Regions from separate parts of the Mus musculus genome. Here all the other regions are linked to region 4. A link is a contact called in public capture Hi-C and promoter capture Hi-C data. All regions are on one chromosome and are shown on one strand. The core of a region is the stretch at or near the end of the contact, and the rest is flanking DNA. Distances in the headings are between cores, read along the strand shown. Region 1 holds the start of Clip3 (CAP-GLY domain containing linker protein 3). Region 2 holds the start of Cox7a1 (cytochrome c oxidase subunit 7A1). Region 3 holds the start of Cd22 (CD22 antigen). Region 4 holds the start of Upk1a (uroplakin 1A).

What was found. Promoter capture Hi-C pulls out the DNA fragments that hold promoters and counts their contacts. Capture Hi-C pulls out chosen DNA fragments and counts their contacts.
Region 1: a promoter capture Hi-C map of embryonic stem cells shows a contact between it and region 4, with 6 read pairs. The contact joins the promoter of Clip3 here to the promoter of Upk1a in region 4. A contact is called at or near these places in 14 of 39 promoter capture datasets (the C10 cell line, the HPC-7 cell line, cranial neural crest and 9 more), 1 of 15 datasets of contacts at CTCF or cohesin (large pre-B cells), 1 of 484 Hi-C or Micro-C datasets (B cells), 5 of 115 datasets of contacts at active chromatin or transcription factors (bone marrow-derived macrophages, embryonic stem cells, large pre-B cells and 1 more) and 5 of 9 other capture datasets (adipose tissue, embryonic stem cells, liver and 2 more).
Region 2: a promoter capture Hi-C map of second pharyngeal arch cranial neural crest shows a contact between it and region 4. The contact joins the promoter of Cox7a1 here to the promoter of Upk1a in region 4. A contact is called at or near these places in 5 of 39 promoter capture datasets (cranial neural crest, embryonic stem cells, hippocampal neurons and 2 more), 2 of 484 Hi-C or Micro-C datasets (B cells and embryonic stem cells) and 3 of 115 datasets of contacts at active chromatin or transcription factors (bone marrow-derived macrophages, embryonic stem cells and pancreatic cancer cells).
Region 3: a capture Hi-C map of macrophages shows a contact between it and region 4, with 2.7 times the contacts expected there. The contact joins the promoter of Cd22 here to the promoter of Upk1a in region 4. A contact is called at or near these places in 15 of 39 promoter capture datasets (the 3T3-L1 cell line, 3T3-L1-derived adipocytes, the C10 cell line and 10 more), 5 of 484 Hi-C or Micro-C datasets (bone marrow-derived macrophages, brown adipocytes, cortical neurons and 2 more), 10 of 115 datasets of contacts at active chromatin or transcription factors (bone marrow-derived macrophages, craniofacial prominence, embryonic basal ganglia and 6 more) and 4 of 9 other capture datasets (adipose tissue, liver, macrophages and 1 more).

What each region holds. Positions count from the first base shown.
Region 1 is chr7:30,287,272-30,294,016 of GRCm38.p6, forward strand. It overlaps Clip3 (CAP-GLY domain containing linker protein 3), which reads left to right and starts at 4,424. Exons shown (of 14, transcript NM_001360763.1): 1 at 4,424-4,571; 2 at 4,884-5,095. The coding sequence starts at 4,930. It overlaps Thap8 (THAP domain containing 8), which reads left to right. Exons shown (of 3, transcript NR_144498.1): 3 at 2,262-2,966. It also overlaps the pseudogene Gm50588.
Region 2 is chr7:30,181,831-30,188,336 of GRCm38.p6, forward strand. Cox7a1 (cytochrome c oxidase subunit 7A1) reads left to right here and starts at 2,341. Exons shown (of 4, transcript NM_009944.3): 1 at 2,341-2,415; 2 at 3,255-3,341; 3 at 3,445-3,529; 4 at 4,082-4,200. The coding sequence starts at 2,401. The coding sequence ends at 4,137. Capns1 (calpain, small subunit 1) reads right to left here. Exons shown (of 11, transcript NM_009795.4): 10 at 5,841-5,899; 11 at 5,104-5,703. The coding sequence ends at 5,677. Gm5113 (predicted gene 5113) reads left to right here. Exons shown (of 3, transcript NR_157376.1): 3 at 1-494.
Region 3 is chr7:30,875,118-30,882,071 of GRCm38.p6, forward strand. It overlaps Cd22 (CD22 antigen), which reads right to left and starts at 5,225. Exons shown (of 16, transcript NM_001043317.2): 1 at 5,119-5,225; 2 at 4,812-4,900; 3 at 4,078-4,223; 4 at 2,933-2,990; 5 at 2,322-2,726; 6 at 736-1,056. The coding sequence starts at 2,969. D7Ertd128e (a long non-coding RNA gene) reads left to right here and starts at 6,836. Exons shown (of 3, transcript XR_881941.3): 1 at 6,836-6,954.
Region 4 is chr7:30,610,081-30,616,145 of GRCm38.p6, forward strand. It overlaps Upk1a (uroplakin 1A), which reads right to left and starts at 2,654. Exons shown (of 8, transcript NM_026815.2): 1 at 2,634-2,654; 2 at 2,307-2,394. The coding sequence starts at 2,387.

The DNA of each region.
Region 1 (6,745 bases), core at 3,174-5,673, 320 kb before region 4:
TTCGTCCCTTTTACCCGTAGTCCCTGCTCTGTGCAGCTTTTGTAAGGGAAGTCTTGTCCCGTCATCTCTCCGTCCCACTGACTTCCTCACTTTTAGTCTTTTTAGGTTTTCACATTTCCCTCCCATAGTTCTTCTGGTTGGTTGATGTAGTTTTTTCAGACAGGAACTCTCTATAACCCATACTGGCCTGTAACTTGCTGTGTAGCCCAGGTTAGCCTCAAGCCTGCAATTCTCCTGCTTTTGCCTTCCGCATTCTGGAATTACAGCCGTATGTCACCACACCCCACCTCCTATGGTTTCTTTGTGTAAATATAAGCAAACTGGAATGCACATCCTTATTTCCCTTTGATATTTTAGTATTACTTTTAAAAATGTATGTATGTCCCGTGTGTGCATGTGCCCACAGAGGGCAAAAGAGAACATAGAATCCCCTGGAACCAGAGTTATAGGCAGGTGTGAGCCACCTGATGTGGGTGCTGGGAACTGAACTCCAGTCCTCCGCAAGAGCAGCAAATGCTCCAACCATCCCTACACACACACACACACACACACACACACACACACCAGGCAGAGTTCTGATTGTTGTTTCTTGCATAAAGACAGGATCTCATTATGTAACCCTGTCTGATCTGAAACTTGTTATATGAAACAAGCTGACCTCCAACTCACAAATCTGCTTCCCGCCTGCTGAGGTTAAAGGTGTGCACCACTACCACCTACTAGTTTTCCGTTTCTGGTGTCATTTCTCTTCTATCTGCCATTATTTAATACTTAAAGTTGATCCATTTGAAGAAAAACATTAAAGAAACGTGTGTGGAAAGCCTTGTGAAGATCTTTGTAGATGAGTGCTTGTGTAAATGATCTTGTGCTGGGTAGCAAACTACCTCCATTTCTACTGATAAACATTTACTGCCTCAGAGGTTGTAGCAGCTGCTGCAGGATGAACCTGCCAGGACTCAGTCGTGTGGAAAGCAGGAGGCTGAGCGCACAATCCTCTTGCCTCAGCCTCCTACATGCTGGGATCACAGGAGCGCCACCAAATCCACGCTAACACTACAGAAACCAATACAGTAGCCATTCTTAGAAATATTGGTCTCCCTTTCTCTCAATGTGTGTGTGTGTGTGTTGCTGTGGGCGTGGGCTTAAGACCCCCACCCTAGCTGCCTGGAAGCTTCCAATAAAGCCCTGCAGATGAAGGTGTAGAACTCTCAGCTCCTCCTGCACCATGCCTGCCTGGATGCTGCCATGCTCCCGTGTTGATGATAATGGACTGAACCTCTGACTCTGTATGCCAGCCTCAATTAGATGCTGTTTATGAGTTGCCTTGGTCATGGTGTCTCTGTACAGCAGTAAAATCCTAACTAAGACACCCAGTTTCCTTAATGCTGGGCTTATGTGTTCCGCCATGTCCAGCTGTAGGTGGATGTTTCTTGGATGTGTGTGTGAGTGTGCATGCACATATACACACAGATTATATTGCGGAAGAATCCCTGTTGTATAGATAAGAAGGAAGTGTTTTCCCTTGGCTTCAGACTCTCATATCCTATATATCAAATTTTATAAACTTCTCTCTCAAAGTCATGCACAGGAACAGAATTGGAGGCTGGCAGTGGACAGCCACGATAGAACCCAGCTGGAAGAAGGAGGAATCAAGTTGGGATGAGAGGAGCAGGGGAGATGATTGATAATGGAGCCCCCAAAATAGGATGTGCACATTGGAGAGCCAGCCTGGGTGGGAGGCATGAACCTGGAGCCATGCTCAGGGCCCTTGGGTATGAATATCCTCAGGTCAGGGGATATGGGAAACTGTAGCACGCATCCACCATGTTGCAAGTTCCCCTGAAGGATGGTCCAGGCTGTAGGCCTGTCTGCAGCACATGGGCAGTGAGCACTGGGTGTCCAGCTGCCCCTAGTACTTGAGCAAGTGAGCATTCCACACCCTCCTGCTTCCAATGGCGATGGGGAGTTCACTCCCTGCAGCCTGATGCGGTATCCTCCACCGTCTCCAGGGCATCAACTGACAAGGTAAGGAGGTCCCTGCAGAGACTGATCCCAGCCTTCTCCACTAGGGAATAACCATAGAATCTGGGCTCCAGCCCCCACCCACCAAGGCAAGCCCCTCTTCGATTCTGCCCCTCAGTCTTCCCCTCTAAGGGAGGTCCCTGTAGAAGCTGACCCCAGCCCTTAACACCCAGAGGAATGCCCCTGGGAGCACTGACTGCTCTGATGTTCTAACCCCTCCCTTCCATCCTGTCTTCCAGAACCAAGAACCAGGAACACCAAGAAGCCTGAGGCACTACCCTTTCCTCCTGGACAGGAAGTTTCCCCTGCGCCCCTGGAGCCCAGCCACACAGCCTCTGGCTCAGTATATTTCATGGTGCTGGGACCTCCATCTCTGGGGAGACCCTGAGGCAGCAGCCGCTATTGTCCTTCCTACTTGCTTCCACAGTGCCAGGGCTTGGAGCCCCTGACCAACACCAGGCTACTCATGGGGTGCCGAAACAACGAGTTCACAGGTTCAGAGACACCAAGAGCAGCACCGGGCACAGCTGTGAGCTTTGGAACAGCTGGTGTGGCAGCTGTACTGGGAGAGCCTGCTGGCCTGCGCACACAAGCGTCCATTGTACTGTCTGAGAGCCTCTGGGACTGGCAACCAGGACACTGGCTCCACCTGCAGGGTCTCTGCTTTAAACCAGGGTCCAGTGTTAAAGAGCCTTCTGTATCTGTGGGGGTGTAGGAGTGGCCTTGCAGTAGAGGGCTTGCCTATAAGAGCCACCCCCCACCCCACCCCGAGTTCCATCCAGCACCCGCCAACCAAAATAGGCCTGTAATCCTGTAATCCTACCAAGAGGAAGGCAGGGGCAGGAGAATGACAGCAAGTTCAAGGCTAGCTTAGGCCATTTGCAACCGTGTCACAAATGAGCAGGCCTGCTAACACCTGTTGTGGGGTGACACAGCCTCAAACCATGCCTGCCTTTGAGTTCATGTCTGCTTGAGAAGAAGGTGAACTAGTTAACTAATAAACCAAATCACTCCGAGCCAATCAAGACTGAAGGAGAGGGGCTGACAGCAGTGTGTCTGTGACACGTGGGTGGAGAGGGAGCCTGTCTGGAGGGCACTTGGGCCAGGGTAAGAGCAACTCTGCAGAGCCCCTACCATCTGGGCCATCACAGTGAGGACGGCTGGATTGCCCTAGAGAACACCTAAGGGGGTGGGTACAATTTTTATAAAGAGCAAAGATGTCACTGAAAAGGTACTTATGGGTAAAATACTAAGAGGGAAGGGAGGGAACCATCCAGGTGTCTGTGGGAAGAGTTCCTAGGCAGAAGAGACTGTGAGGATGTGGTACAGATGTAGTGAAGTGAACTAAGTGGATCCTAAGGGAAGGTGAAGATGGAGAGGTGACAGGCAAGGTCATGTAGGGACATGGTGGGCTATGGTGGACCACACTGGAGAGTGTGTGTGTGAGGAGGAAGAGGAGGAAGAGGAAGAGAAAGAAGAGGAAGAGGAGGTGGAGGAGGAAGCGATTGTAATTGGTTCTTGCTATGTTGCCCAGGTTGGCTCTGGATCCAAGGCCTCCGTCTTCAGCCTCCTAAGTGCCAGGGTTGTAGGCCTGTACCATACCTACTAACACTGGCTATTGCTGGGGTTGGTGTCAGGCAAGCAAATGTGTCTGAGTCCAGCAAGGTCCAGAGGCAGAGCTTGTTATTACGGCACCAGTTCAGCCAGGCTGAGGACAGAGAGAATAGAGGAGGCTGAGGCTGGTCCAGGCAGGGAGAGGCAGGATAAAATTCTGGAACTATCTCGAAGAGGAAATTCCCAGTCTGCCCATTAGAAGGAAGAGGTGGAAGGCCGAAGCCACGGTGATTTGTGGTGTAATAGATAAGGCCAGGCAGGTGTGAGGCTGAGGTGGCCCTGAGCTAGAAGTGATACATATTTTTAGAGATGGCACCCAGAGACCGTTGGTCACCTCTCTACACTACCGCAACCACAAAGCTTGGTTCAAGTACCACCATCCTTGAGCAGGTGGCTAACCTTTCTGTCCTGGGTGATGAGGGTAAGAGTGAAGAGAAAAATGTGGCCCTCCCTTTACGTGGGACGTGGGATGAGCATAGAAGGAGTAGGACTGAAGTTTACAAAGGGCTGACACAGTACCAGACTCACCACTGCTAAACACGACCTGGTTTGCTAAGTGGAGGAAAACACCCGTTCCCACCCATGTCTTTTTAGTCCTTCTGTCTACCTCATCCTGTTCCAACTCTATGTTTGTCACATCCTTCCAGGGGACTATCTCCCATTCCTCTGGAGATCCCGAGTGTCTAGCCCCTTCCCGTGGCCTCCAGCGTCTGCCTCAGCGCTCTGTCTCCCAGCTTCTCCTCCCCCGCGTCTTGTCACTGCGCATGCTCCGCCAGCGCCCCTCCTTCTCCATCCCCATCCCCCGCCAGCGTCTGGGCCTCGTCCCCTTCTCTCTGTCTCCCTCTCGTCCCCCATCTCGTCCCCCGACACTGACACCCCGATACTCCTGAACTCTCTTCAGTCCCAGCCTTGCTCTCCAATCGGCGCCATCTGAGGTAAGATGGGAGGCTGGGGAGAAGGGGAGGGGCGAAGCATCCTGCATCCCTAGATAAACAAACCCCGGGAGGGGGCGGCCGAGACCCAGGGGCCTGGCACCCGAAGAGAAGAATGGGAGGCTGGGCCTGAGAGAAGTGGCAGGCATTGGGGCCCATATCCCTGGGCCTTCTAACGAGTAACGGGGATCCCTTTGGTTGCCCAAATCCAGAGCTGGGGACTAGGGGGCCGCCCGTGGCTCTTGAAGGGGCTTGGACCCCCGCGCTGTGGGGAGCCCTCTCATGCTGACCTATATCTTAAGGGTTTGCCTCCAGGCCACCCCCCCAACTTTGCACAGGCCCCCAAGGGCTACAGAGGACCATGACTAAGACGGATCCTGCCCCAATGGCCCCTCCGCCCCGAGGGGAGGAGGAAGAGGAGGAGGAAGAAGACGAACCAGTTCCAGAAGCCCCCAGCCCCACCCAGGAGCGCCGGCAGAAGCCAGTTGTGCACCCCTCAGCACCTGCTCCGCTCCCCAAAGACTACGGTAACCACTGTCCCCACCCTAGAATCTAGTCTGGAGCTTTAGGTGATGGTGGGTGGCTTGGCTGAGCTGTGTTGATGGTGATGATGGGGGCATGCTGAAGGTGGTCCACTGGAGTCTTAGTTGATGAGCCCTTTAGACTGCTCTCCTTCGTTAATTACACTATCATCTGTTAGAGAATGGGGGTTGGAAAAATTCTAGTCCTCCATTCATGACATATCAATTCAGTCGTTTAGTCATTCAACAAACACTGTCTGGAAGCTACTGCGAGCCTAACTTTATGCTAGGAACTGGAGCTACAGCACAGAGCAAGATTTTCCTAAGACTTTGCCAAGAGAACTCCCCAATCGCAGTCCCACAAATGAGGCTAAATATGAGATTACAGGAGACAATGAGATTGATTTTATCAAGCACAGAATGCTGCAAGAGCTTTTAAAGACAGGGTTCCCCTTAAGAGGTAGCATGTGGGGAAAACCCAGGTCGGAGCAGGGAGGAGGAGGCTGCAGGAGAATTAAACACAGGAGTCAAGGGTCTGGGGTGGAGGGGTGTGAGGGAGGAGCTGAGAGGAACTGGGGAAACGAAGTGTCTTCATTCGTGGAGGACGGAGGATTCAGGCATCAGCCTTGCTCTCAGAGAGACCCAACAAGTGAAGGGACATACTACCTTCACTGTGCACAGTGGAGTGTGTGCTGTCAAAGTATCAAAAGGCGAGACATCCAGCAGAAGACGCGGGTAGTTGCTGGCTCTTTCTGATTAGGTGCATTGCAGACTGAGGCCAGAAGCACCAGGAGGAAGCAGCTGTAAGCAGCTTGGACCAATAGCTCCAGTTGGAGAAGAGTGTGTGCAAAGGCCCGGGGGCAGGAATGCAGAAGAGTGTGTGCAAAGGCCTGGGGCAGGAATGCAGAAGAGTGTGTGCAAAGGCTGGGGCAGAAATGCAGAAGAGTGTGTGCAAAGGCCCGGGGGCAGGAATGCAGAAGAGTGTGTGCAAAGGCCTGGGGCAGGAATGCAGAAGAGTGTGTGCAAAGGCTGGGGCAGAAATGCAGAAGAGTGTGTGCAAAGGCCCGGGGGCAGGAATGCAGAAGAGTGTGTGCAAAGGCCCGGGGGCAGAAATGTAGAAGAGTGTGTGCAAAGGCCCGGGGGCAGGAATGCAGAAGAGTGTGTGCAAAGGCCCGGGGGCAGGAATGCAGAAGTGTGTGCAGAGGCCCGGGGGCAGAAATGTAGAAGAATATGTGCAAAGGCCCAGGGGCAGAAATGCATTTGGAATTGCAAGACCACAAAGCTGCATTTAGGGAGTAATCAGAAATGGGGACAGGTCTGGGAGGGACTTCCAGGCCACACCAAGGGCTTTCCCTGTTTTCTGAGTGTGAAAAGGAGAGAACAGTGTGTGCATGTGTGCAGTCTAAAAATAGAGTAGGGCAGCCTTGTTAATTACGTTTTAGTTGATTTTGTGTGTGCTTGCACGTGCATGCCATGGCATCTGTGTGCCAGTCAGATGACACATTTCTGTAGCTCTTTCTCTCCTTTTACCCCGTGAATCCCCGGGATCGAAGTTGGGTCATCTGGCTTGGTGACAGGCCTTTACCAGCAGAGCCATCCCACTGGCTCTTGATTGACAACCTTGAAAGCTCCTTCTGGCTTCTGATTAGAGAGAGA
Region 2 (6,506 bases), core at 1,091-3,590, 430 kb before region 4:
GTCCTCCTAATTCTTCTTGTCTCTACCTCCTAAACCCTGGGGTATGGGCTGCTATGCCTGGCTTGGGGCGGGGGCTTACATGTAAACATGCACAGGGCTCCATGTACTGTAGGCCAAAAGCTGACGACAGGGTCTTTCTTGGTTCCTATTTATTGAGTGAGGGTCTCTAGACCCAGGACAACCTTATAGGATCAAACAGCAAGCATGCTGAACCATAGAGCTGATTTGCTAGCCTTTTTTGTTTTTTTCTTTCTTGTGGGAAGCGGTTTCGCTGTGCCTGTGTGGCTTAATTGGTAAACAAGCAATGTGCGCATGTGCGAGAATGTTTTCGTGCCAAGTCTTGGCCCATCCCGGGGCATGATGATGAGGCTCTGGGAGAGCAGCCAATCAGGTGTGGACACGCCACACTAAGGTGTATATAAGCAGCGCCTTTTTGGTGCTTGGGGTCTTCCTCTTCATGTTGAAACTGGTGTAATAAAGTTGCTGCAGAAGGATCCGGTTTCTCACGCGTGTGTTCTTGCTGGTGAGACAATAGCGCGTGTGAGACTTTCTTTCTTTGGTGTTTTCAAGACAGGGTTTCTCTGTGTAGCCCTGGCTGTCCTGGAACTCACTCTGAAGACCAGGCTGGCCTTGAACTCTAGCCTGTCTTTTTCTTAACTATGCTAACTGAATTCTGCAGTAAGCTCACTTTATTGCCTCAGTAAACCTCTAATTATACAGACATAAAGGCTAGAAATTAAAAGCAAAATGACCCACTCACTAGCAGTCAGACCTGGTGATTTATCAGGGTCCATCTACAATTAAGCCTAACTCCTAAGTCCCACCCAGATGGCCAGTCTCAGAGAGAGAGAGAGAGAGAGAGAGAGAGAGAGAATGGGCTGCCATGTCACCTCTGTTTAGGTTGGATCCCAAAGAAAAGATCTAGGGCTGGGCAGTGGCAGTGCACGCCTTTAATCCCAGCACTTGGGAGGCAGAGACAGGCAGGCAGATTTCTGAGTTCAAGGCCATCTTGGTCTACGGAGTGAGTTCCAGGACAGCCAGGGCTATACAGAGAAACCCTGTCTCAAAACCTAAACCAAACCAAAAAAAAAAAAAAAAAAAGAAAAGATCTAGGAAGCTTAATTTCAGCTAAAAAAACAATACAAATGCCCCATATTTTTCTCTAAGGGAACAACTCTTTCTCCCTCTGCTCTTTCCATCTCTCCCATCCCCTTCACGACCCCTACCTCCCTACCCTCCTCTCCTCCATCTGTTCACTGTCTATTCTTTTTTATTTTGTTATGTGCATTGGTGTTTTGCCCGAATGTATGTGTCTGTGAGGATGTTGGATCCCCTGGACCTGCAGTTACAGACATAGGTAAACAGCCATGTAGGTGCTAGGAACTGAACCAGGGTACTCTGGACTAGCAGTCAGTGCTCTTAATCGGCAAGCCACCTCTCCTGCCCTCCATTGTCAGTCCTTAAACTGTTTTTTTTTTTTTTTTTTTTTTTTTTTTTGAGACAGGGTCTCTTTACGTAGTGCCTGTAGCAAGGCTGGAACTCACCGTGTAGACCATTGTAGAACAGTGAGCCTCAGAAGTGCAGGAATTAAAGGTCTGGGTCACCACGGCCCGCTTTTCTTTTTTCTTTTTCTTTTTTCTTTTCTTTTTTTTTTTTTTTTTTTTTTTAGTTTTTCGAGACAGGGTTTCTTTCTCTGTGTAGCTCTGGCTGTCCTGGAACTCACTCTGTAGACCAGGCTGGCCTCGAACTCAGAAATCCACCTGTCTCTGCCTCTGCCTCCCGAGTGCTGGGATTAAAGGCGTGTGCCATCACGCCCGCACAGCCCCCCCCCGCCCCTCCCCCCTCCTTCTCTCTCTCTTTTTCTCTCTCTCTCTCTCTCTCTCTCTGTCTCTCTCTCTGTCTCTCTCTCTCTCTCCCTCCCTCCCCCCCTCCCTCTCTCTCTCTCTATCTCTTTAATTTCTTAAATCAGTTCTGGCCTGGTAAATATCTTTATCTGTATCGGGGTGACTCCTTGTTTCCTCAAGAACACTGGGGAAGATCCTGACTTGGCCCTGAGGAAACAAATATGGAAACTAAGGCTCCAAGGTGCAGTGATCACTCATTCAGAAGACAGACATTTATCTCTGCCCTCACTGGCTCCCAGATTATCAGCAGGGTAACCCTAGATAACAGCCAGGGAGTGGCAAGTCCCTGAGCCACTGTCATTGGGGTCAACCCAAATGCGGAAACGATGACTGACAAGTTGGAACACTTTCTCTCTGACCCTATTGGACAAATCTAATTTGGTCACGCCCCACCAGTCTGGGAGTCAGTGGGCGTGGCTTGGGATTCCCTTAGGGTAAAGTGCTGCACGTCCTTGGGCGAAGAGGGGAGGTGACTCGGAGCTGCTGAGGACGCAAAATGAGGGCCCTACGGGTGAGGCCCCAGCACGGGCTGTGTCGGGGTGGAGGGGAACCCCACAACCCAGATGCCTAACCTAAACATGCCAGGATCCGGAGTCTTAGAACAGGTGCACCCTTCAGACTGGGACTTCCTCCCTGGCAGCCTGAGCTTCCAGACAGCACTATCCTTAACATGGTCCAGAACCCTGGGTTTAAGCCTCCGTTTACCCGAGTCCCCCTTAACATCCCAGGGGGCCCTAAAACCAACTCTCATGGAACTTCCAAGCCAGTCTTGCCATCCCTGGAACCTGATTTTCTGGTATTAATCTAGCCCTCTCCTTCAAACCCCATAGCGCCCATTTCACATTCTCAGCACTGGAGTCTCTCACAGCCTGCAGAGAGTTCCAAGCTGTAGCTTCTAGACACCGATTCCCCATCCCCACTCCTTTGTTTGTTTGTTTGTTTGTTTGTATGTTTGTTTTGACACAGGGTCTCCCATAGCCCAGGCTGGTCTCTAACTTGCTATGCAGCTGAATGTCCTTGACCTCCGACCTCCACCTCCCAATTGTAACAACTTATGTGACACCTCCTCTCATTTTCTAAATGCTTACTAAGTAGCCCAGGCTGGCCCCAACTCCTGCTTTCCTCTTGAATGCTGGGATAATAGGCTTCCACCAATGTCTTGACAGATGTCCCCACCCCCAACCCCCACCCCACCCCCGCTCTCACTAGTAACTATCTTGCCTTAAGATATCTTACCTAGTTCTTCATCAGAAATGTAGTCCCCACATCGCAAAGCGCTCCCTTCCTGCGGGATCCACATGAGGGCAGATCTCCAGGTGCTCCCTACAGACCCATCTCCTATCCCTCCAGGTCTCCCAGGCTCTGGTCCGGTCTTTTAGCTCATCTACCAGAAGCCACTTAGAAAACCGTGTGGCAGAGAAGCAGAAGCTCTTCCAGGTAGGCGGGACAGAGTCTCTGGACCTAATGAGGGGTGGGGGTCGCTGGGCAGGTGGAGGTCTGTGCAGGAGCCAGCAACCCTGTTCTCACCCCTCCAACTCAGGCCGACAATGACCTCCCAGTACACTTGAAAGGCGGGGGAATGGACAACGTCCTGTACAGACTGACCATGACGCTGACTCTGGGGGGTAAGTGCAGGACCACTGGCTTGCTCTGGTCATAAGAATAGCCAGGGTCCTCGGGCAGTGGTGGCGCATGCCTTTAATCCCAGCACTTGGGAGGCAGAGGCAGGCGGATTTCTGAGTCTGAGGCTAGCCTGGTCTGCAGAGTGAGTTCCAAGATAGCCAGGGCTACATAGAGAAACCCTTTCTCGAAAACAAAACAAAACAAACAAATAATAATAATAATAGCCAGGGTCTGGGTCGGTTGGTGCTTCAGAAGGTCTGAGGATCCACTAGTGCTCAGGAAGGGAGCGATGGGTTACCTACAGCCCTGAGGAAGTGGGGGTAGCAATTGGTAATGCCCACACCAGTCCAGAACAAGCTCCTGGCCTAGTCCAAACCCAAACGGGTGGAGGTGGGGATTTCCCATGAGGAATCTGGTTTGGGAGGAAGATAACAGCCAAATAAGAGCTGTGATCCTTTAGGAGCTGGGGGAACCTAAGGAGGGGCCTTTAGAAGCCTTTCAAGAGGTCAAGAGGGAATTAGGGTCTTATTTGATATCCAACTCCTCCTTCCTAGGCACTGCCTACTGCTTATACTGCTTGGGCTGGGCCTCCTTCCCCCACAAGAAGTGACACCAAGAAGCTTGGAGGACTTGGACAAACATCAATAAATATGCTAATCTCTTGAGAACCCAACCCGGCTCCAGCCTGTGTGTCTCTGTTCTAATCCACCTTCCCACAATCTGGGGTGTCTACGCAGTGGAAAGCAAGTTACCAAAGATCTTGGTCCCTGATGCTGGACCAGCGCTGTGCCTAGGACAACCTGCTTTATGGATGCCTGATGGGGGCGGGGTGGAGGACCTCAAGTGGTGATGGGAATGGGGAGCAGGGGAATTATAACCTGGAATGGAATCCCCGCCCATTGCAGAGGTCCAAAGGAGTGGGGGGGGGGGGGGAGGGGAGCTAGTTCCAGGGCAGCCAGGGCTATATTTCAGACATACCCTGTGGCAAAAAGGAGGGATGTTGACAGTGACCTATGAACCGAAGGAGAACAAAGGTTGGTGCCAAGATTGAAGCTGGCTGGTGATAGAGCTGAGTGGAAGAGCACAGAACCCAGCAGCGAATGGAAGTGTTTGTGTGTGTGTGAAAGAGAGAGTGAGTTGGTGTGTGAGCACGTGTGAATGTGGTGTATGAGTGTGTGTATGTGGGGGGTGTATATCTGTGAGGGTCTATGGTGTGTGTGTATATGGTGAGACTGAATGTGAGAAAGAGAATGTGTGTGTGATGTGTTTGTAGGTGAGAGTATGTATGTGTGAGTGTGTAGTGTTGAGGGTGTATATGAGAGTGTGTCGGTATGTGTGTGTGATGTAAGTGTGGGGGGAGTATATGGTGTTTGAGTGTGTGTGTGTGTGTGTGTGAGAAAGTGTAGTGTATGTGTGTGTGTGTACTTTGCTGCTATTGCAGAGGATTGGGGTTCAGTTCCCAGCACCCCAGTGGTGACTCATGATCCCTCATACCTCCAGTCCCAGAGGGTGGCACACACATAGTACATGTATATACACACACATTCTACACATACACATTAAAAAAATAACCAAGTTACTCTATAGAGCTCATGTTCCCTCCTGCCTGGACTCAGCACTCAGAGTCCGAAGGAAGCAGCAAGTAGAGAGAGTTTATTTTCTCCTGGGCCCGACCGCTGTGCAGGGGGAGCACAGAGCAGGCGTAGGCACTAGGGTGTGTGGACCTGCCATGGCCTGGAGTTCATCTGGCTGCCTGGGAGGTAACTGTGTGAGTGTGTAACAGGGTGTGTAGGGACAGGTGTGATCCTCCCAGAACTAAGACAGGGCCCTTGGGACATGGAAGCAGCAGGAGTGCTAGGCTTGGCACACAGACAGGATGAAGGTAACAGATGGCGTGGATTGGGTGTGCTAGGGTGGGGTGACCCTTCAGTAGAACAAGCTAGCTTGTCTCAGAGCCAGGGGTAACTCAGGGTGCAGCAAGGTGTGGCATGTTGAGCTCTGGCTGCTGATTGGGAAGCTGGGTACCAGAACAGGGAGACGAAAGGCCTCTGGGTAGCAGGACATGACCATGAAAATGCGGCTGCAGTCAGGATCAGGGTTCAAGGTGGCTCCATAGTGAGCTGTGAGGGGGCAGGTCTGCCACTCCCATTCAGGAATACATAGTCAGCTGCAGCCACTGGAAGAGGAAAGAAAGCACAGATGAGCAAAGGGACCCTGGAAAACCAGACACGTCACCCAAGGCCTGCTGGGCAAACAGGATGGTAGGGGCTGGACCTCACAGCTGAGCACCACCCCCAAGAGAAACCGGCTCACCTCCTGGATGTTCACTTGGATCTGTCCGGTGCCATTTTTGTCAAGAGATTTGAAAGCGCCTGCGGGGAGAAAGGAAGGGCTTGGGTGCTTCTAGAACGATAATATAATTATTTCCCTCTTGTTGATGTTGTTGTTTTATTCTGCTTTGTTTTTAGATAGGGTCTCATTAAATACCCTTTGGTTGACCTCAGACTTATGGAGAGCTCCCTGCTTCTGCCTCCAGAGTGCTGGGATCAAAAGCACGGCCACCCTGACTGGCTATAGCATGTTGATGTTGTTGATGGAAGTTAGCGCTCGCTCCACAAAACTTCGAAGACACGTGGTGATGATACACACTTGTGATCCCAGCACTAGGTGAGTTATGGTAGGAGGATCTTGAGTTCACTATTACCTTCAGGTACATGTGGGAGTTCAAGGCTAGTCAGGCTACATGAGACTCTATTAATAATATTAGGAGGAGGAGGAGGAAGAGGAGGACGAAGAGGAAGTTAAATCAATAAAATGTCTAATCCTGTGAGCATGTGGCATTTTTAAATGAGGCACAGAATTCAGGTATTATAACACAGTAAAAGAGTATACACCCATTATTCTTGAGGCATGGGGTTCAATCCCTGACATCTCAATAAATAAACAGGCAAAGTGATATGTTGCAGATCACACGACAGA
Region 3 (6,954 bases), core at 3,975-6,474, 270 kb after region 4:
ACAGGCAGAACCTGTGTGCTCAGCCTAAGCTGGCATTCAAGACAAGACTGGCACCCAATCAATTCACAAGCTTGGGTGTTTGTTTTAAGGTAGGGTCTGATTGGCTTAGAACTCACTATGTAGACCAGGCTAACCTCAAACTCACAGAACTCCACCTACTTCTGCCTCATGCATGCTGGGTTTAAATGTATGTAGCACCATGCCAGGCCCCACAGTAAATATTCATTCAGTGGGTGAATGAATGGGTGAATGAAGCATAAAATAATGATGTGAAAACTTACATGTATGGAGAACAATGAACTCTAAGGAGATGATCCTCAAAGCATGATGTGGCTTCAGAATTGATTGATTGACTGACTGATGGATGGATGGATTGATTGATGCTGGAGGTTAGTCCTGGGTCTCACAAGTGCTAAGCAAGCACCATACCACTGAGCTACATCTCTAGCCCTTGGTTTTTGAGACCACAGTGTTTTACTCCCCTGCCCAGTGCCCGATTCCAGGCCTGCATTACCACACTTAACTGGGTTGCCTTATTGTTCAGGCCAAGGCAGAGGCTAAAATGAACCTGTGTCTTGAGACACAGGACTAACAGAAGAGACAGTTGTGCCACCGCAGAAACAGGTGACTGACAGCTAAACCTTCAGCGGACACAGGCTCTTCCCACCCTGGGTACAACGCAACAGGATTTAGGAAGAAGGTGACAGGTAGCATCCTTCCCACCCGGAGACTCACACTTAACATCCAGACGCACAGTGCGCTCTGAGAGCACTTTGGAGGAGTGCTGGACTTGGCACTTCACACTCTTTCCGTGGTCCGTCCACTTTGGTTGGAAGGTGAGCTTGCTCTCTGTATAGACATTCTTAATGGAGGAGGTGACAGAAGAGGTGATGGAGGTGACAGAAGAGGTGATGGAGGTGATCTCAGAATCTTCTAGGAACCACTTCAAGAGGATGTCATACCCAAAGCAGGAGAAATTCAGTCCACAGGTCAGAGTGACACTTTGGGATTCCCGGATTTCTGATGGCATCTGGATGTAAGGTTGGAACGGTTTCTCTAAGGGGAAAGAAGAGAGAGGCCTGCTTGCTGGAGATGGGACACAGACTGGCTGTCCACCCCTGACTTCAGGCCTCCTCTCCCATGTGACCCCAGAAGAAGCCCTTCAAGGCTAGCCTTTCTTTAGTCAGTTCGACTACTCTGGAAGGCCTTGGGAACACAAGCCTGCTGGGAAATTGTGTTTAACATTGACTTTGTTTCTCACTTTCTCCTTCCATTATGTTCCTAATGGCCTCAGGATCACCCAGGGTGATTTGATTTGATTTGATTGATTGATTGATTGATTGATTGGTTTAATTCTCCATGTATCATTGGTGGCACGTGTTTGTTTGTCAGACTCAGACTTAGAGTCAGCCAAGCACAACATTCCTTTAGTGGGGTGATCCTGAGGCCCTGGGCTCAAATCTCCACCATGCCAGACCATCTGACAGATGATGTGACACCAAGAGACGCAGCATGGACAGCTCTAGTGTGGAGTGATGATACTGTCTAGGGCAGAGGCCCCTGGCTGTTGTTAGAGGTCATGTCTGAGCCCTGTGCTCTCCTCTAGCCTAAAAGAATTTGGTCATTAACACACTGAGAGATTTGAAAATCCAGACCTCTCTCTGCTTTGGAAAGCTTCAGAAAACCTGAGAGCCTCGACAACGGATTCCAGAACAGACACAAGCTGAGGAGAGAAAGCCTGAGGTAGGACAATTGCTCATGCTGCAGTTGGCTGTGTGTGTGTGAGAGAGTTATGTGAGTGAGTGAGTGTGTGTGTGTGTGTGTGCATCAAAGCTTCCTATTTGGTGAGCAAATGAAAAGGAGAAATAAAAAGGAAAGAACATGATTGCTCCTAGGTGTGGTGGAAGAGAAATTATATTGTAGATAAAAGGGAGAACATAGCCAGAGGCAGGCACATCTGGGAGAGTCCAGAGTGGATATGACCCCGAGCCAGGTGAGGAAGGGTGGGAGAGGGGAACCAGGTACAGCAGCCAAGGAAATGGGCTAGAGGTAAAAGAGGGTGGGCTACCCAGATGGCTGGATTATATAGGGAAGAGCCTGGGGGAGGGGCAGCCCGGCTCTTGGGCTGGGGAGATGGGCTAGAGAGTGGGGGCCAGGAGCCAGCCATTCTTTGTAATAGGTAGGGACTGAGGGATGCTGGGAGAATCTGGTGCCAGGCCCTCTTTAATATGTTAAATAGGCACCTTGGCTGTTTGCTCCAGGGTTTGAGCAGGTCCCTCTTTGCTGCCGCTAGAACAGTTGGCTGTCTCCCCATGCCTTACCCGAGACATTGAGGTGAATGGGCTCCATCCATCGTTCAGTCCCTGCGGTCATCCTCAACCCCAGATTCCCACTGTCATTGGCACGTATCGGGTGGATTTTCAGGGTACAATTGTCTATTCTGTTCCCCAGAAATGTTACTCTCCCTTGCTTAGAAAGGTACAGCTCAGACTCTGGGTCCTTCTCAGTCTTTGTGGCGTTGTACAGGACAGTTCCTGTGAATTTCTTGGTGGCCTTGTCAAACTCATAGTTCTGAAAAAGGAGGATGTTGTCCAGACGTGCCTTGGGTAGTGGAGTTTTGTACTTGCAAGGAATCCTGATGCAGGCTCCCTCCCAGGCAAAGAGGGTTTGGGGATGGTCAACGGTCCAATCATTTGCTGAGCTGTACCGAGCCGAAGCCACGTGTCCTAAAGGCCACAACTCTGGTCAGAAGTTGTTACTGAGGGGTGAGAACTTCCACTGGAAGTAGGAGAGGGAGACACTGGGGAGACACACGGTGGAGCAGGAGCACAGAATCTCTGCGGTTCCCCTCCAATGCCCCAGGTCCATCCCCTCTCTGCATTATCCACTGATATCTCCAGACCCAGCTACCAGCCTGGGCCTCAGCACTTACCTAGGATCAAGAGGAGCCACAGGTAATGGACGCGCATGGTGTCTCGTCTGGGTGGGACCTAAAGAAGGAAGAATTAGTCTGTAAACTGGATGTGTTAGCATGTGACTGTAATCTCAGCATTCAGGAAGTTGAGTAAGGAGAATTGCTATGAGTCTGAGGCCAGCGTGGGCTACATTCTGAGACCCGGTCTCAACAAGAACAACAAAAGGAATTTGCCTTTGAGCCATCTTGTTGCTCCCTTATCTTGTTTGTTGTCCCCTGAGTTCTGGCCCCTTTCTTCCTGATTTTGTGTGTGTGTGTGTGTGTGTGTGTGTGTGTGTGTGTGTGTGTGTGGTGTGTCTAGTTATAGTGATAGAGATGTGGGTAGAGCCCCTGCCTAACAAGCACAGGATCTAGATTCAATTGTACTAGTACTAGCCCAAAAAGTAAAACTAAACTCATAGTGCAGTATATTTGGAGGAAGTTGGAAAGCCTTAGAGCAGCGAGAAATCTGAGCGATTGCCTCCTGAGCCCTGGGTGCTGATAGGGAGCAAGGGGCAGGCATCCCTTTTCTAACAACAGCCAGTCGTTAGCAGGTGGGAATGGGGACCTCATGTTGTCCGATCACCCACTGTCTGACCATAAGGAAGAAGCCAGATTGTCATGAGAAATGTCTTGCTTTAGAAGCAATACATAGGACCAGCCATAGTGGTATATACCTAAAAATCCCAGAATTTTGGAGCCTGGATCTATGAATACAAGCTTGAAGCTAGTCTGGCTTACCAAGTCATTATGAGTAGTATTAAATAAGTAGTAGCATACAGCTCTAGCCTGACGGATCAATTTAAGGGCAACTAATTTACAACTCTTATCTCTCTCTCTCTCTCTCTCTCTCTCTCTCTCTCTCTCTCTCTCTCTGTCTCTCTCTCTCTCTCTCTCTCTCTCTCTCCAACAAGCTTGGCCTCCACCATCCTACACTTTATGTAGAGTTAAATTTAACAATTTAACTCTATTCATGTGGCTGTGATCTCTGTGTGAGTCCCCAGGGATCTTGCAGGATGTGCCAACAGAGTGTGTCTCCGGTGTCCGAGAGCAGAGCTGTGTCCCTTCGCTTCCCTTCCCTTCCACCCACCCAAGGTTTCCCATACCTTGCACAGCATCCTCACCTCCCTCTCTCTCCTGCTATTTCTCTCCCAGGCCGCAGGGCACAGGTAGTAAGGACTTCTGGGTGACCAGGAACAGGTGTAGGGAAAGCCAGTTCAGTTGCTGAGCGTGGGCTGGGTTCTGCCTCCACGGTTGGGGGTGGTGTGGCCTGGGTGTATATAAGAGGTTTGTGGGCTGAGGCTGGAGCAGATCATCTGAGGAAGAGCTTATCTTAGTTTCCCAGGTACAGGGAATGCACCACATAGAGATGTCTTCAAAGTCACAGCCACTTGGGAAAAGCAGAGCTCAACAGGAGGCTTCACTGCAGGACTTCTTAAGTTGTCTAAAGAGCTTAGACAGGCAGTGGCCATGCTTCTTTGGCCACGAGCTCTATTTTAATCTTTTCCAATGAAAGCGTTGCAGGGTTGCAAGCTCTGTTCTGGAGGACACACTTTAACACACCGGTGGGGTTGCTATAACAAGGGCTGTGGTGACAATCAGCCTCTGGGTGCTGGACCACCCTGTTTGTCCGGCAGCCCCTCCAGCCACATCCTTAGCAGAGCCTGGCTGGAGAACTCAAGCTTGAGCAGGAAGCAGGCAGTTCCAGAGTGAAGCTCTGAACCCCAGGAATTTACAGCATGAGAAGCAGGGACCTGAGCCTGGGGCCCGGACGGGTGAAGAGGTAGAGCAGGGTGCAGCAGCAACAGTTACTAAGTCCAGAAGCTTAGAACAGGGCCAAGAACTGTGATCTGCTCACCTTCTGAGAGCCTCAAGGTTAGCTTCCTGGTCCCATCATTTCCTCCCTGGCACTCAAAAGCTTCTTCTACCTCAGAAGACCCAGAAAGCCTGGAAAGGGGACACTGAACGACAGGGATGGGGAGAACAGGGTAGGGATGAGGGGTTGGGGTTGGGGGTTTAGGCGTTGGAGGGTGAGGTTTGTCTGTGCCTATTGTAAAGTAGATGAAAAAACACAGCAGGCCCTCGAGGCCAGCACACAGAGGCCACTCCATATCCACTCCATATTTACTTGTCGAGAACAAGAGAAAAGATTGAAATGGTTTTACCTGTTTCCTCCTGTGTTCGATCTTCAGGATCCCTAGCAGGATCTGAGAGTAAGAAAACTAAGAAAAGTCTCACACGCTTGGCCACGCCCCCTTCCTCTCTGGGCCTCTGCGAGAGACCAGCAGATATGGTGTGGATGAGAGGCCGTGGTGGAGAACACAAGTTTGGGGTCAGATTGATTCTCTGCAGTCACGTGTTGGCTTGGGTGTCTTCCATGTCTGATGAATTTCCATGCTGCTTTGTCCAGGCTCCCTAGAGCCAGACAACACACAAATACATACCTGAACACACAATAATCAAACACACACACACACACACACACACACACACATATATACTCATGCACCTGGGCGCCATCACAAATAAGTAATAATGAAGTAAAAGACTTCCCATTCAGGAACCCTTCTTCCCAGAGCTAGAGCTCCCAGCTGGCTGGGGAAGGAACAGGTCTTCTTGAAGGTGGCTTTCGCTTGCTGATACATCTTATTGCTAGCAATCACACCGAAGGCAGGAGCAGAGTGATCTAGCACTGACATGAATACCTTAGCAGCTCCACGGGCGAGGGGAGGACCAGAGCTCTGGGGAAGAAAGATTTGCTGAATGGGAACTCTTTACTCCCTTTTTATTTATATGTGATCGTGTCAAGACGCATGAGTGTGTGTGTGTATGTGTGTGTGTTGTGTGTTTGAGCATTGTGTGTGTTCAAGTGTATATTTGTATGTGTGTGTTTGTGTGTCAGGTGAGTGTTATGTTTGTGTATATGTGTGTGTTGTGTGTGTGTTTGTATATTTGAGTGTTGTGCATGTTTGTGTGTTTGTGTTGTATGTTTTTGAGTGTTGTGTGTGTTTGTGTGTGTTATGCATATGTGGTGTGTGTGTACATGTGTATGTGTGTGGTGTGTGTAGTATGCCTGTGGTGTCTGTGGTGTGTATTTGTGAGTGTATATGTATATGGTATGTGTGTGGCATGTGAGAGTATGTGTTTGTATATTATGTGTATTTGAGTGTTGTATATGTTTGTGTTGTATGTTTTTGTGTATGGTGTCTGTATTTGTGTATGAGTTGTGTGTGTTTGTGTTGTATTGTGTGTGAGTGTGTGTGTTGTGTACATGTATATGTATGTGGTGTGTGTATATATGTGTAGTGTGTGTGTGTGTGTGTGTGTGTGTAGAGATCAGAGGACAACCTGTGGAACGCTCTCCTTCCACATTTATGTGGGTTCCAGGGGTCAAACTTAGGTTGTCAAGCTTGCCCACAACCACTTTTACCCACTGAACCATCTGGCAGCCCTGCAAATGGGAAAGTCTTGAGATTGAAACTGAGTCACTTGCTAGGCAGCAGCCAGCAGAGAGATGCAAATTCTACAGATGGCAGGGAACATGAGGGCAGAGCTGACCTCAGCTCTACAGGCCCAGGGAATGTGCTGCACAAAAATGTCTTCAAGGTCATGGCTGGTCAGGAAAAACTGAGTGCAGACGTGCAGGGGCCACTCATGGCTGGGAGGAAAACTGAACCGCCAAGAGGCAGGAAACTCCTTTGCAAAGTATATGTGACCGTGAAGATGGATTCTGTAGCTTAAGAGCCTAGGATCTGGTGGGGTCTCCCACTGAGATAGGTAGAGGTCAGTGAGCTCCAAAATGTATAGGGGACACATGACATCCCACCTGGTTCTCTATTAACTGAGAGCTAAGGATAATGGTTTAGGGAGGGGAAAGTCTGGGATAAACATTCCGGGGGATTTGGATGAAGTCTGGCTCTACAGATAGCAAAGGTCACCGGCTTATTAATAATATCTACTCCTAACTTTCTGGGTAGAAAACAGAGGAGACACCCCTGTAT
Region 4 (6,065 bases), core at 1,404-3,903:
TGCGCTGGCCTGCCATGCTTGGCGGCGCTGTTCTCAGCATTTTATGGGTGGGAGGAACCACATAACACTTTCAGCAATTCTTTGGAAGGTCAGTTCAGCCTACAGGTGCACTGTCTCAGGCAAGGCCAGGGCCAGCTAAGAGGGCTATTCTCAGCAGCACTGTGATAAGCGGGGTGGAGCCACGTGGCAGAACCCCTGTGTGACTGCCAGATGCCTGGAATCGGTATTCTGTGGTCTTGTCTGGAGCAGCCTATAGGCAGTGTGAGCTACTGAAGGGCATACAGCAGGGTGAGCTACACGGGAACAAGAAAATGGGCTTATCTCTTCCTATTCAATTGTGTTTGCTTAAAGAACTATCAGGAAGACTGAGGGATGTCTCGCAGTTGGTACAGACTGCTTCTCTAGCATGCAGAAAGCCCCATGCTCAATTCCCAGTCTTGTATGAACTGGGCCAGCTGGTGCACACCTGTGAGCCCAGCACTTGGGACGTAGAGGCAGGAGGATCTAAAATTCAAGGATATTCTTAACAATATAGGGAGTTGGAGGTTAGATTAGACTACATGAGAGACCTTCTCTCAAAAATAACAAAAACAAGCCAGGTAGGGTGGGGCACACCTTTAGTTCCAGCATTCCAGAGGCAGAGGCAGATGGTCTCTGTGAGAGCCTGTTCTACAAAGCAAGTCCAGGACAGCCAGGGACAGTTACACTGAGAAACCCTGTCTCGAAAAACAAACAAACAGCTGGACAGTGGTGTCGCATGCCTTTAATCCCAGCACTTGGGAGGCAGAGGCAGGTGGATTTCTGAGTTTGATGCCAGTCTGGTCTATAGAGTGAGTTCCAGGACAGCCAGGGCTACACAGAGAAACCCTGACTTGAAAAACAAAACAAAACAAAACCAAAACAAAAAAAAAAACCAGGTTGTCATGGGGACAAAGGAATTACAAACTGTCCTCTGTAATGCCAGGCTTGATGGTACACACCTTTAATCCTAGCCCCTGGCAGGCAGAGCAGAGGTGGTGGATCTGTCCTGAAAATCAGAGATGAGGGGCTGGAGCACTGGCTGCTCTTCCAGAGATCCTGTGTTCAATTCCCAGCAACCACATGGTGGCTCACAACCATCTGTAATGGGGTCCTATGCCCTCTTCTGCTGTGTCTGAAGAGAGCAACAGTGTACTCACATACATAAGATAAATAAATCTTAAAAAAAAAATCAGAGATGAGGAAAGAAGGAGAAAAGGAAAATTTCTCTGTGGACAAGCTTTGGTTGTTGTCTTGGGTTTTTGACACAAGGTCTCATGATATAACCTAAGTTGGCCTGGACTTACTGTGTGGTCCAAGGTGATTTCAAACTTGTGGTGTGGCAGTCCTCCTGCCTCACCTCCTCAGTGCCACAGGTGTGTGCAAAGCATCCCTGTTCCTCTCTTCTCTCTCTCTCTCTCTCTCTCTCTCTCTCTCTCTCTGTCTGTCTGTCTGTCTTGCTGATGAGAAAGCCAGGGATCACAGAGGTGATACTGATGGCCTCCAGTCCCATAACTAGCAGAGCTGGGATATGAACCCAAGCCTGCCTGGCTCAGGGCAACACCCAAGCATCACATAGTTTTCCTCTTTTAAAAACCAACATCACAACATCAGCTGGACAGTGGGGGCGCACACCTTTAATCCTAGAACCCAGCGGGCAGAGGCAGAGGCAGGAGGATCTCTGAGTTCGAGGCCAACCTGGTCTACAGAGTGAGTTCCAGTACTTGATACTTGACAGATTCTCTTGACACTAATTCTCAACTTTCTCTTCTCTTTTCCCTTCTCTTCTCTTCTCTTCTCTTCTCTTCTCTTCTCTTCTCTTCTCTTCTCTTCTCTTCTCTTCTCTTCTCTTCTCTCCTCTCCTCTCCTCTCCTCTCCTCTCCTCTCCTCTCCTCTCCTCTCCTCTCCTCCCCCTCCCCCTCCCCCTCCCCCTCCCCCTTCCTCTCTCTAAACAGAACTTCACACACTATAGTTTAGATTGGCTTCAGACTCACAGCCATTATTCTCTGGCCTCAGCCTTCCAAAAGCTGCGATTACGGCTGTGTGTGTGTGTGTGTGTGTGTGTGTGTGTGTTTACCACTCTTGTCTCTCAAGCGTTTCCCCTGAGTTGTGGATGAATCTACATGATCCACAAGAAGGATTCCCAGAGAACAGGTTGCTCCCTCTGTAAGAACAGGTAGCTGGGATCCCCTTTAGGATCTGGGACTAGAGCCTGCAGCTCATAGACCTGGGATCTCAGCTGCCACCTCCCCACCACACTTTCCCGCTCCCATTATTCCGCGTCTCACCAAAATAATGATGTTGCCCACGACCAGCAGCCCCACCACCACAGGAGACCCCTTCTCTCCCTCTGTCGCTGCAGAAGCCATCTTCCTGCTGGGGACACAGAAGCAGGGCAGAAGTTAGGAGGGCAGGAGGCAGGGTCTACTTCAGACCCCATCTACCAGGAGATGCTCATGAGCTGCAGAGCCCAGGCTGGTGTCCATATGCCCAGAGTCCAACAGCTTAGCAGTGAGCCTTCTACAGAAGAAGAAAAGCCGAGCAGCCTCTAACTGCAGGGCAGCTGTTGCCCTCCCCAGCCCCTTGCCCTGTCAACCCCCAGAACACCTCCTCACCTTCTCTACAGAAGCCTCTCTGGTCAGCCCCAGCTACAGCAGCTCCCTATATATGCCCAAACCCCTCCTTGAGCCAGTCTCAGAGGAGGAGGGGGCAGGAGTTCAGCAGACTGACCATGATAGATTTTTATGAGCTCCTTGACACTCAAGTGATTTACAGACCTGAAATTCAGGATTGTGCTCCTGACTGGCCACTGGGGCAAGGTGATCTATGTACCCAGAGGCTCTAATTCCCAGGCTGCAGCCATGCCAGAGGGGTGGGGGTGGGGATGGGAAAAGTTAGCCACTTGATCTGTCCTTTCCTTAGGTGCACGGTAGGCTTTCCCGAGAGCAGGGGTCAGATCCATGACAGATCCTCGTGGGAATCCCACATTAGAAAACTGCCTTCTGTAGCTTTGGAGGCAGAGGGAGGACCAGAGAGAGACCCCACCCACACACCCACACCCACACAGCAGAGGATAATGGGGTGGGCTCAAGGCAGGGCTGTGGGAGGGAATTGAGGGCAAGGTGCAAGGCACGCTCAGAGGTGCTTGGTTATGGCTACAGTGGCAGAAGAGAATGGTGAGGGGTTTGAGATAGGTATGTATATATGAAAAAGGAGGAAGGAGTATGCTAGAAAAGGAAGGGGACATGTGGTATGGATGTGGTGGGAGAGGAACTCCTCCTCCCACCCGGGACGGCCGCGTGGACATACACACACACACACACACTCTTCAGGCTGAAGAATAGAAGGGATCTAAATTCAAGTCAGATACAGAAGTGCACGCCTGTAATTGTAATCCCGGTAGTGGGGAGGCGTAGGCAAGGAGGATTATGGGTTCGAGACCATCCTGAGCTATATAGGCAGAGAGGTGGGGTGAGGTAGTGGGAAGGAGAAACAACAACAACAACAACAACAACAACAACAACAAAAGCAAGCATATCTAGGCTTAATTCCTGCTGTCTCCTCTAGCAGCGTAACTAAGCGCACATCTGCACCGTCCAGGTCAGGAAAAGCTTCAGAGGTGTGGTGAATGGGTAGAGCCCGAGGTCTCTCGGACAGCGCCCTCTGGTGGTCGCTTAAAGCAAGAGCCCGGCCCCAGAAATTCTCCAGGGGTTTTGTTAAATTCTCTTTCCCAGTGGTGGCTTTCCTATCTATTGCAGAAGGCGGCAAAAAAAAAAAAAGGCACTTAAAATTCCCCTGCCAAGACAATGGGTTAGCTGAGCGCGTGAGATTAGGACAGGAGCATCTTGACCTCAGGGTCATGTTCAGTTTCCCTGCCTTGGTGTATGCCATTAATCCCGGCAGAGAGAGTTCGAAGCCATCCTGGCATTCATGGGGAATTCCAAGTCAGTCATAGCTACCCAATGAGACCCAGCCCTTAAAACAAAACACCAGGCATTCTTGGTAAGAAAGCACATGAGGTGTTTTCCAATGTAATTGGAAATTATCAGCTTCCTTTAGATTTAAAATACCTGTTCTCTTCCCATTTACATCTATCTAAGGGCTTCCAAGAAAATCTAAACAAAAGTTCATGGACAGAAATGAATTTTAGTTAAAATAATTTGCTAAATAATTGGGCCTTATGTTTATGTGTGTGTGTGTGTGTGCGCGCGCGCGCGCGCGCGTATAAATTTATTTTATTTTTGCAACAGTCTCTCTACACAGCCCAGGCTGTCCTAAAATTCACTCTGCAGACCAAGCTGGCCTAGAACTCACATGATGGGGGAGAACTGAATCCTGCAAATTGTCCTTTGAACTCTACCCTCAGGCTATGGCACATGCACCCTTATTGCATGCATGTACTCACAAATATGAACACTAAATAAATGTAATAAAAAAATACTAGAGAGCTGGGGCTGGAGAAGAAGGCTCAGCAGTTACGTGTATATACTGCTCTTGAAGAGACCTGAGTTTAGTTCCCACCCATATTGGGCAACTCACAACTGCAAGTTACTCCAGCTTCAGAGAATCTACCACCCTCTTCTGGCCACCTCAGGGACATACAATCCCTCACACATACAATTAAAAGTAAAATAAAATCTCTTGAAAAATGAAAGAAAACATCCAGGGCTGGTGCTACGAAACATGTAGTCCAGCACACAGAAGGCTGAGACAGGAGGACTCCACTTTCAAGGAATGCCTGGACCACACAGTGAATCCAAGGTCAGCCTGGGCAACAACAAGATTCTATCTCAAAAGGCAATATGAAAAGAACTGGAGATGCTGTCCTTGGAGATGGGAATTCGGTCCCAGCATGGTACCAGGCAGCTCACAGTCACATACATGTAACTCTAGTTTCAGATCCAAGGCCCTCTTCTGGCTTTACAGGACATTTGCATGTGTGCACAAATACACATATAAATTTAAAAAAAGAGCTTGTGATGTAGCTCAGTACTTGCCTAGAATCCCCCAGTAAGGGGCTGAATGCATGGCTCAGTGGTAGAGCCCCTGCCTGGAATCCCCCAATGAGGGACTGGGGGCGTGGCTCAGTGGGAGAGCCCCTGTCTAGAATCCCCCAGTGAGGGGCTAGGGGAGGGGCTAGGGGTGTGGCTCAGTGGGAGAGCCACTGCCTAGTAACTATCAGTGAGAGGCTGAAGGTGGGGCTGTTGCTAACCTGTGGGTGGCTCTGAGTTCAATCCCAGGACCAAGAAGGCAGTTCTCATTGTCTAATCTTGTTACAAACACAGGAGGCTTTGAGCAGTAGTTAATGATCCGCCCCTAGGCAGGGATCTAAGAGATCCCATCCAAGGGCCATTATTCCTCAGGACGTCTGAATTCTCATCATTGGCCAGGAAGGTGTGGCTACAGTCCCTTGCACATTTTCCAGCTGGTCAGGCTGACTCCCGGACACACTGGTGTGTGGCAATTCCTTTGGGGGATGGTTTGCCATTCTGGCCTTGTCTCAGTCATGACTTTCAACCATTATGGTGATAAAGGGGAGGGAACCTTGAACAGAGACTTGCTGTTAGGCACCAAGAATTCCCTGCCGTTCTACAATGTTAGAAGTCCAGCTGGTTGCTGGTGTGTTTGTAAACCATCCTCCAGTTCCATAATGGAGCTGAGAAAGGGTTGTAAGTTTTAAGCCAGCCTGAGATACAATGAAACCTTTATGAAACACTGAAGCTACAATGAAGAAAAGGAGAGGGGAGGGGAGGGGAGGGAAAGAGAAAAATCTACATAGGGGTAAAATAGCATTTCCAGGATTTACTTAAAAGTTAAGAAGGGCTGGAGAGATGGCTCCGTGGTTAAGAATGCTTGCTGCCCTTGCAGAGGACCCGAGCCACACTGGACAGCTCACAGCCTCCTATCCTCTAACTCCAGTTCCAAAGGATCCAGGTCCTTCTGGCCCCTGAGAGTACCACACTCATGTGCACAGAGCTCCCTGCCACATACATACACATAAATAGAAATAAAGTCATCTTCAGCAGCCTGTGATTCCAACATGTGGC